Linked DNA regions of Dromaius novaehollandiae: region 1 is linked to region 2. Evidence: chromatin contacts called from public Hi-C data. All regions are on one chromosome and are shown on one strand. The core of a region is the stretch at or near the end of the contact, and the rest is flanking DNA. Distances in the headings are between cores, read along the strand shown.

The links. A called contact is a pair of places that touch in the nucleus more often than the background predicts.
Region 1: a Hi-C map of brain shows a contact between it and region 2, with 3 times the contacts expected there. The contact joins two enhancer-like sites.

The regions. Positions count from the first base shown.
Region 1 is chr3:96,314,578-96,319,855 of bDroNov1.hap1, reverse strand. The region is part of intron 1 of LOC112995916 (a long non-coding RNA gene); the gene reads left to right. Among named protein-coding and RNA genes, the nearest start is that of LRFN2, 210 kb to the right of the region's middle. Within about 2 kb of position 2,790, at least 2 of the 2 cell types and tissues checked have open chromatin away from gene starts, as enhancers often do.
Region 2 is chr3:95,623,101-95,628,324 of bDroNov1.hap1, reverse strand. No RefSeq gene overlaps it. Among named protein-coding and RNA genes, the nearest start is that of MOCS1, 30 kb to the right of the region's middle. Within about 2 kb of position 2,999, at least 2 of the 2 cell types and tissues checked have open chromatin away from gene starts, as enhancers often do.

The DNA.
Region 1 (5,278 bases), core at 1,541-4,040, 690 kb before region 2:
GGTAACAAAAAATCAGGAGAGAGACATTTATATCCATCATTATTGAAAAGTGAGCCTGACTGCTCAAAAGTTTACAAGTCATGAGACACTTCAGCTCCAATGCAGTGAAAAATCAGACAAAGACCTTTGAGAAGCTTATTACATTTGCTGAAGGCAACTGAACTTTCTAAGGAATTGACAATTTATAATAGATGTGTTTGCCAGCTGTGGAAAGAATATGTCTCTTAGGCCACCAGGTTGCAAAAATATGAGCCAATTTTCTGGCATAAAATGAAGGGGGCCTACATTTTCCAATATTCACAGTGTTGTTATTCTCGTGATGTATGAATGAAATGACTGTGTAGTTATCAGCTCATATCCACCTTAGGCAGGAGAGGAGCTTGTTTAAAAATAATTCAAAATGCAAAATAATGTATTCAGCTCCAAGCTGAATTTTCTTAATTGTGGTATTCTGATAAGGGTGCAGGCTTTGTTATCTCCCATTGCTCCATTAAGATTACAATAAATGTTTGCAATGGACTTTTTATATGCGGGAATCCCTTGACCTGGTGAAAGAAAAGAATACACTGACCCTTCTGCCACCTACCATGTATATTATTAAATAAATGGGTTATGGGCTGCATACTTCTCAGCAAAGGCTCAGGTTCAAATCACAGGGCTCTTTCTGCAGCAGTTGGAGATGGCTGAATATAGAAAAGAATTTTGTTCAGCTGTGGACCTAGGGGAAATATTGGACTGCAGCAAGATGTGATTCAGGGGTATGAAGCTAGAGAAGTGTTACAGTTTTCTGCTTTCTATGTACCAGGCTTTTTCATTTTTAAGTTTCTGCCATCTGCGGAGACAGCTGCCATTTTGCGTGGAAGAGCTGAGGCAGTTAGGGATAAAAAACACATGGGGTCACATTCTTGCTATGGTATCTTACTTCAACTCTTTCCTTCACTGTTTTTTTTTCCCCATGTTCTAAGTAAAAAACATTTGGCTTGAGGGTAAGAAATTGTTCTCTGTAGGTAGCAACCATTAACACTAATGAAACTTTGTGATCAAGCTGCATTTGAAGAATACCGTGGGTGTCACTCACACGTCCTACTTATCACTCTGTGCAGTACTCCTATAACTCCAAGCAATCCTAATTGTGATTTGGACCCACTGTGCTAGGCCCTGTGCAAACATTGCAGAAGAACCTTTCTTGCTCTGAAAGCTTCCTTGCTCCAAACATCATTTGTTTATGAAACATATAGCACCTTCAAAATAACTGTATAAATACACTTGTAATTCCCTACAGCATCCCAGATCCCAGAAAAGCAATGGAAGCAGAATCACTAATGCAGATCTGGCGTAGACAAAGGCATCAGCATGGTGAGGTAGTTATTAGCTTTGCTGTTGTTGTTATGATTAATATTACTTCCCGAGTGCAGATGGAATAAAGTGCCTATTTAGGTTTCAGGTTCTAGTCTCAAATGTCTTCTATATCATGAATCCAGGGGGAAATGGATTTTTCATTTAGCAGAGTCCAGATGTAAGCTCTATTGTGGCAGCTCAGAGGGAAAAGAAGGGGGAGTAAAGATGCTGCTCTGATTCCTGCATCTTTCCATACTCTCCCTGGTGTTATACGTCTCACGCTTTGTAAAAGCAGTACTCTTCAAACAACGAATCAGTATGTAGGCTTGACAGTTTCTTCTCCTTTCCTCCTAAGGAAAGGAAAGTTCTTGTCTTTTTCTCTTGCTTTTCCACCCCTCACCCCTTTTCCCAGGCAAGCAGAGCTCTCTGTTGTGTTCAGTGCACCCCTCTGTCAAGATTTTAGCAGGGATTAAAAACATAATGTAACACACAAATGTCTTGTCTTGTTCCCCAATACTTGGTGGAAACATAATGCTACTTCTTCATATTTCATGTCAAGAGTTTTCAGTTAGCTTAAATTCTCAACAGCAACACCATTTTGATTTGACCAGTGTTTCTATGAACAGAATTGGATGGATTTTCATCTTTTTATAAAGAAGTAGCTGAAATTCAGATGCAAGGTATAATTTCCTTTGAAGAGATAATGGCAACAACAACGCATGCATTGAATAAACTAGCTTAAAATCTGTCTTTAAAAATAATACTGTATTCTACAGTAATGGTCAGAAACCACATATAACAAGTTTACTACACATTGTGAGCTACTGATCCAAGAAACTATAGTTTCTCTAGCAACAGAAAGGAATAAAAAGGAAAGTTAGGAAAAAAACTCAAAAAGCAAAGCTTTTTTCCCCACAACTGCTGAGTTTTTATTTCTGTTGTAGGTTCTTCTCTTCTCTTCTCTTCTCTTCTCTTCTCTTCTCTTCTCTTCTCTTCTCTTCTCTTCTCTTCTCTTCTCTTCTCTTCTCTTCTCTTCTCTTCTCTCTTCTCTTTGCCCCTCAGCCTTCATACCTTTTCACATTTTGCATGGTACTTTTTTGCACAACTTTACAACTCCATTTCACCTTCTGTACTCAACCTGTATCATTTCCTGTTTCCTGTTCCTTTATTGTCATTATATTTGAAATGAAAGGATCCATATTCAGCACTGTAATGATATGATCACCACTTCCAAACTCATCTCCTCCTTCTGTGAGGTTTCCTGATTTTTTCTGGCAGGGTAAAGAGCTTCATTACTTCTCATCCTTCTTCCAGATTAATTTAACTTTCAGTTCTCATCTAAAACTTTCTTCCTTGTCCTTCCCCTTTCCCCCAAGCACACACATACAGAGTATATGAATGAGGTTTGGAAAGAACCAGCTGACTGCACAGGCATTTTTCCCCTTCATATTCTCTTTGATGTGAGACTGTGCTGACATATTTTCACTGCCTGGTACTGAAGAAGAGGAAGTTTCATGCAGTAAATCAAATGTTGCACTGCTGGGTCTTAAAATGATAATACTCTGGGGGCCTGGGAGGAATTTAATTAATCAAGTCAGTATACAGGTCTGTGAGATCTAGGTCCAGGAAACAATGCAGAAAGAATCATAGAGAGCAAAGCACTCGATGAGTGTAATAAATCAAATTTTAAGTGTCAAATATGACATTTGACTTGCTGCCAACATGTGTATGTAAATTAGTTAAATATGGTTAAAATGAACTGGATAATCACAGAAAATACATCTGGAAAGGACCTCAGGAAGGTATATAGTTTCTCCTGCCCCAGTGCAGGATCTCACATATATAACCTATTCCTGGAAATATTTCTCTAATCCACGCTTAAAAGTCTCCAGTGCTGGAGATTCCACATCTTTCTCAGGCAATCCTGTACAGTGTTTTTATTGTCAGAAAGTTGTCTCCTGGTGTTTAAGCTCCATCTCTTTCATTGTACTGTGTCTAAATATCCTTGTAGAAAAGTGATTCTGACCTCACCTCACCTCACATCTGTTTAAATCACAATAACTTAACTGAAGTCAACAGTGTGAATCCATCAGAAGGTGAGAAGTAGACCATTATCTTTTAAAATCCTCTCAGTGGTGCTAGAGGAGGTAATACCACACTGAGCATGTGCATCTCATACTGGGACTTGGACAAACCTAGTAACACAACAGGGAGCTTCTTCTGCAAGTACTTTCTGAAAGCAATTTTTTAAGCATGTATGTGAGCTGTATGAGCACATACCTAACATGAGCTGATACCATGTTCACTTGGCCTTGAACTTTCTAGCAACTTTCAAACAAACTAGTGTCTTTGTGTTATGAATTTCTAGCCTAAATCAGGCTTTTTGAAGCCTGTGATGTCCCAGACAACTGGAACAAGCTTGTCCTCTCTCACAGAAAAATTCTTAGGACAAGGAACATGTGTGACGTTATTTGGTCTGTCTTGACCAGTAGTTAAGGCTCCTTCAAAAGCGTGAGGCACTTCCAGATCCTTGCTGGTCAGCCTAAGAGTGTTGAATCCCCTTGGGACCCAGTGCTTTCCTGTGCATCCCTGCTTCCTGCTGCCAGAGTGAGGTGTCTGCAGCAGCCTCAGAAAGCCTGGGTGCGTGTCACAGGGCAACCCTTGCACCGTCTCCTACTTCCCCTGAGCACTGGAGCACTCCCACACAACGGTCTCACATGGCAGATTGTTATTACCTGCTGCCTGCTGGAAGAGCAATGAGGGAGCCAGGCGACTTGTGGAGAGTGAGTAAGCACAAGCAGCACGTTCTGGCTTTTGAGCAAGGAATGCTAATGAGAAAGAAAATGATAAATATTTGCGTTCATGGTTTTTTGTTTCACTTGCTTGTGCTTTACACTCAGGGAACATTTTCCTTGTGGTATAAAGTGCTGAGGCAAGTTGAAGAAACAAACATCTGACAGCCTCATTTGGCTAAGATTATGTATACAGAAATTCATTTCACATTTCGTTGCTCTGTGTTCAAACTAAACAACAACACCCTTCTTTGGCCTAATTTGTTTATTGTTTTTGGTCTTGGCAGTGAGGCAAACCCTAGCAAGACAAAAGATGTGGGTCCAAACTGAGCCACATCTACAAATATGCTTGAACTGTGGAGTTGTGTTTTGCTTCCACAAATCCTTTCTTTCTTTTTAGCTCCGCTTTCTCTGTTTTCTCTCTTTTCCCTCCCATCTGTGTTCAAGTTGGGCTGTTCCCTCCTTCTCCTGCACGCTGCCTGTGTGCAAGCGGTGGGGGCAGCAGTGGCCGGCACAGGAGGGACAGGTTGCTTTCAGCTTCTGTGTCTGCCACGATACTGTGCCTTGCAGCCGCTGAAAAACTCCACCCCAACCACAACCCCCAGAGCCCTCGGTCAGCACCTGGCTGGTCCTTTGGGGATGGAGCCAAGGAGCCCCTCAAGTGTGTGAGGAGTCCACACAAATTTGGCTGGGGAACTCCAAAACCTCACGACTGAGCATGAGCAGCCTGAGAGATTTAGCTAGGTTTCATGTACCTTTTCCAGAAGGGAGCTAATTCCTGTACCAGAGTGTCTCAGTGGAGTGCACGTTTATTTTTTTAGCTTGAGCAAAATTCATAATGTCATTCTTGGAATGAGCAACCCTTTTTGCTCATTGACTTTTGCCCTCAGAAGATTTTGTCTTAGTGAAAGTGAGTGAAAGTGAGGGCAGATGAGCAGCCTGGGGAATGTTGATGAGAATGATCATGTTTAGGGAATGAAATCGGCAACTGAAGATAGCGTCTCTTTTAAAGATATACTTCTAATGGGAGGAATTTCATAATCATTGTCTGAGGCAGTGTTATCAGCACTAATGATAATGCTCAAAAGTAAATCTGAGTCTCTCACACTGAATTCCAATACGCTTTCTTTAATGGCTATCAATATTAG
Region 2 (5,224 bases), core at 1,750-4,249:
TAAGGTCAGAGGTTCTGCCTCTTTCTCTGCAGGTGAAAATCAATAAACATTGATCACTCATTTCACAAGGACAGAGCTGCAGTAAAAACCAGCACTCTCCTTCCTTAGCAGTAAAGGGCATCAAGCCCTTTTGTTGCTAACTTCTCTGTGTTTTCACTTCAGAAAGCACTCTCTAGCTCTGATTTAGCCACCCTTTTCTTTTGCTCCTATGAGATCAGGTGTTCAGGGTCAAATGAAATCCCGAACAGGGAACACCTGAATTAACAGGGTCTCCATTTATCAGAGCCACCAGTTGCTCTTCATATCCCTCTAGGAGCAGTAACAGTCTTTACAAAGCAGTTTACAGGAGGACAATAGTGTATTTTTTTCCATAGTACTGGGGGGGTGAGAGGTTCTAGGAACAGGTGAGTCTTGATGTGCTTTTCTTGGCTTGAGCTAAGATGTTACTACAGCAGTTATGAAAGGATGTGCACCTTTAGCTGAAAGGTAGTAGGCTTGTAGGGCCAAAGGCCCTACTTGTGGTTCTTGCTGATGATTCTACTTACAGGTGGACATCTCCTGTATGGTACTGCTACTCAAGCACAAAGCTGCTGCTGTTGCCTTGTAGGCAGGAAATGGATTAAGTATTGAAAATGTGAGATCCCTTGAGATCCTATAAGAGGTGAGTGAGTAACTTAGAAGAAAAGAAACTGAAGGGAGCACAGTAGCAAACTGGAGGAAAAAGTTGGGGGTGGGAGAAAGGCTGAAAACAGCTTGGTGTGAGTCCCTGAGTGAGTATGAGGAAATGGAGCTTATCCAGTCTCTGTGTGACAAGTGTAAGGCCTTAGTTTAGCAAGCTTTTCAGTGCATTCAAATTCAGGACTGAAGGACTCTTTATGAAACAGGTAACATCTGTGCATCCAAAGCAACTTCTAAATCAGCTAATCACTCTGTCAAGTCCAATTTCAATATATCACATCTCAAAGGGACGGTACATTCTGAGTCATGCTGAAAAAAACAAGTCTTCAGGTCACCATGCTGCTTACACCTCTTATGCTCAGAAAGGTCAGACTTTGAGAAGAATGCAGGTGGATGGATGTATAATGTATAAACTCACAAACATAAGCCTAATTATAGTGGCTATGCAACTATACTGTGCCTGATTCTTTGAGCTTCTTCTATTGCCTCTGTTAGGTAATTCTGACAACCCTTTGCTGGTGACTTACTTATGGCATTCCCTAGAAAAGGGAAATCCCTGAAGCTGCCAGTGAGGGCAAATATATTCTAACACCACAACAAAGCAAAGAGGTGGAGAGGTGATGCCTTAAAATTTTGCACATGTAAGCCTGTCTCCACATCCTTTGTGCAACAGGAAACAAAGGTGCTTCCTGTTATATGATTACATTTGTAAAGGAACAACTGTTCAGTTGAGAGCAGTTTTACCTATTTTCAGAAGGGTTTTTGCTGTACTGGGGATCCCCCAAGCTGTTTCAGAGAGCTCTTCAGAGACCCCAGAGAATAAAGTGAGGTGATCCTTCAGAAAATGCGCTAATATAGCAGGATCATGAAGCACTGAAAGTGGAAAACTAGGAGTCTGGATAGCTCTGCTATTTTTCCACTTCTACTACTAATTTCCTGAGTAGCTTTGAGCAATGGAATTGATCTTTGCAAGGTCCGCTTTCTAAAAAACAGTACTCCTGGTACTTCCTTACTATGTGAAGAATGTTGAAATGCTTGGAGAGAAGGGCCCATGCTATGAAAGAGCATCTCCCCTCATTAAACAGAGTGCCCAGGTCAAGTCAAGGGAAGTTGGAGAAGTTCTGTCACTTTACACTAGTTCAGACAGAGCCCTGTAACCTGAGATGCAGATGCATACAACAAATATATATCAAACATTTTTAAGTGTCTTAAGAAATATTTGAAGTTTAAGCTTTACCTCACTAAAATCTACACCAAGGTGCCCATTGAGTAGATCTAGGATGAGTTCATACTTCAAAGTAGCAGACATATAACTCAGTGATGTTACAGCTGCAGCACAATCATGTTCTATGCTAAGCACTGATCATCTAGATTAGGTACATGTGAGTTAAAGCAAGCTCTGTCCTTTCTGTCCATGCACACTGCTTCCCGCAGTGGCAAGAAAGGCATGAGCAGAGCCTCAGGAGGTTGATGTATGCTTTGGAGCAAGGCTTAGGTTCATCTGCACATGACTAGAACCTGGGCCTTGATGGGTTGCTCCCGGGCTCTGCACAGCCGTGGAAACCACCAAAGCAGCTCACACTTTTGCAAGGCAGAGCCCTTTCACACATCAGTGCTACTGTGTGCTGAAAACCTTGGCCGTGCCAAAGCAAAGCATTTATGCATATGCTTAAGTGCTAGGATGCTCCTGCTGTAGTCAGCAAGGGTCTTCATGCAGGAGATTAAAGGCTATCACATACTTAAGAGCTTTGCTGCCTCAGGGACAACAGGTGCCATGCCTTGAGTGCTGGAGGTGTGATCACATGCACAAGTCTAGTACTCATATGGCCATATTCTGCTCTCATTTACACTGATGTAAACCTAGAATAACTTCACTGAAATTAGTGGCATTACTTTAGCTTATATCAGTGTGCAATAGCACCAGAACTTAACTCAGACTGTATTAACTGTCTCTTATTGTGCTCTGCGCTTCTGAGGATGCCTTTGCCAGAATTGCTAAATTTCTGCAGAACTGTCTATTATTTGGGACAACTGAGAGATTTCCATCTCTGTAATATTAATTTATTTGCTTTTATCAGCATTGCCCTGAGGAACCATCTTTCATCCTTGCAATAGAGATATTGATAGGTTCCCTACCATGTATACTGGTTTCCTTTCACTATTTGAACAGAAAACATTTATAGAGCAGATATTACTTTAATCTGGAAAATACACCCCACCAGCCAAGACGCTATTGTTTTCATGGCTTAGCTGAGATGCTCTTGCTCGCTTTTCCCTAGTAACAGTTTTGGCTGTTGAAAGAAACATTGAACCAAAGAGATCTCAGGGCATCTAGTGGTTCACAGGGAAAACTACATCTTCACGCCAGCGGTCTGTGGATGAACTGTCTGCATTAACAAATGGGGAGAAGAGTGTCACCTATTCCAGCCCTGGTTAGCAGCAAGTCTCTGGCTTCAGTCACAAGAGTTCAGCCTCTTAAAAGGCACGTATTAAAAATGAAGTGTTGTGATACGGAAATGCTGCTTACTCCCACAAGAACTGTCCTTCTGAGGATGGAAGTACAGGAGATCAAGTATAGCTGCCATAGTCACGTAGGTACCATTCAAACCCTTATTCATGTCCAACTACTTGCAAATAGCTTGGCTAACAGCGCTGGTTTTGCAGACTATTAAGAACTTCTTGAAGATATTGACTATATGGCCTAAAGCTATACTGCTAGGGGCTTCTTTCTAAGCTCTGCATCTTGCATGCAATTGTTATAATCTCAGTATCCAGAGGCTCCAGCTGAGGCCAGGGCTTTGTTGTGCCAAGCACTGAACAAATATATCATAAAGGAGAGCCCCAGGTCCAAATTAACAGTCTGAAAGAAACTGAGGTGAAAGGAATAGCAATTCATGTGTAGAAACAGACATTTTAGTACAAGGAAATAACACAGGATAGAGATGAGCAGGCAAACAGAAGTGATAATTAGTTTCCATTTATTTATGTCCATCACTTCCCCCAAACGCCTGTCTAGAGTTCCCCATGCTTGAACTGTTACCCTTTGTTTCTCGTTGTACAAGATAAAGTGCAGGTGCTCTGATTTAAATGCTGTGGCTGGGCAAGCAACAAGTACACTTCCTTCTTGATTATAAATTAGATCCATACACACTATAAGAAGTGAAAAGCATTTTATTAAGCTTGCAACTTTGCAGTGTAGCAAAGTTAGAAAGTGGTAGAATGATGGTAGTACACAGAATTTCAGTTCAATTCTCTTGTGTCTCTATTACGGCACACTTCAGTTCCATGATTGCATGCTATTTTTCTCAGCAGCCCCCTGACATATATTGCAGACCTGGGCTGAACTGATCATCAAAATTATGCATGGCAACTAGCAGGGAAGCTGTCAGCTACTGCCAAGATCTACTCTGAATTCAGTAATGCTAGCAAAAATGAGGGGCCTGCAGTTTACCTGACCAAAGTTAGACTTACAGATCAGTGTATATGTACTGTTTTCCAAAAGAGCATTTGTGCGCCAGAATCGCTCTGAATGTAACAGGGAAGGCATATGCCAAATACCTGATCAGCATGCTTATCGGACAGCAGATAGTCTAATACATGAACTTTTTCTGCAGCCCCTTTGCAAATACATCATGCAATGACAGAACATACGTTCCTGTATAAAGCAAGTCAAGGCTAGTATACTTTGGATGCTAGCCACTGGATGAAATGCAGTCAGTTGCTGTTGGCACGGGAATATACTAATGCTGTGCTGTTTGGTGTCTGCCACTGCTAAAGTAAAGAAACCTAAATGATGGTTCTGCTACTAAGTCAAGGATTGGCAAGGAAAATCAAAGATGAATGGGCTGAAAAAGACAGGCACACGTTGGAGTAAAAGTGAGTAGTGATGAGTAGAATTACCCAAGCTGCTTTATTACTAGCAATTAGTAGAACTTCTTCTCTTCAAAGGCCATTTGTTCTTGGAGCAGAGAGATTAGAGAGGTGTTTCTGCTCTGGGGTAATATACAGCAAGGTATCCATGAATTCCCAACCGATCATGGATTTGCATTTCCAGCAGGTAATTTTATCAAATGTTATTCCATTTAAATGGCACTACCAGTAGATTATTCTTCACCATGTTAAAAAAGCAGCATGAGATGTGAGTGACGGAATATAGCTATTTTATTGAGATGACTGAGTCCAGGTTGATGGCAAATGATGATACCACTGATAGCAAATACCTCAGAGAGACAGCAGCACAGAGCAAACCAGAGTGCTTGAATTCATTTCAGAGTGAAAGTATTCTGGTTAGTAGGGATATTTAAAAGGACTGAGAGACATACATCATGACATAGGCCTAAAGCAAAAATGACTGCAACCATGCAGCCTGTACTGATTTGATCACTGGAATTCTACTTGAGGAAGAAAAATAGACTTAAGATAATGTTAGATATTATAAAGAAATACGATTATTCAGAGTTGTTATAACAAATAATATTATTAAGAGGTGCATTTTAATGGTGGATGCACCTGTTAAGATGCCCCTGTTAAGAGTCTGGGTTCCTGC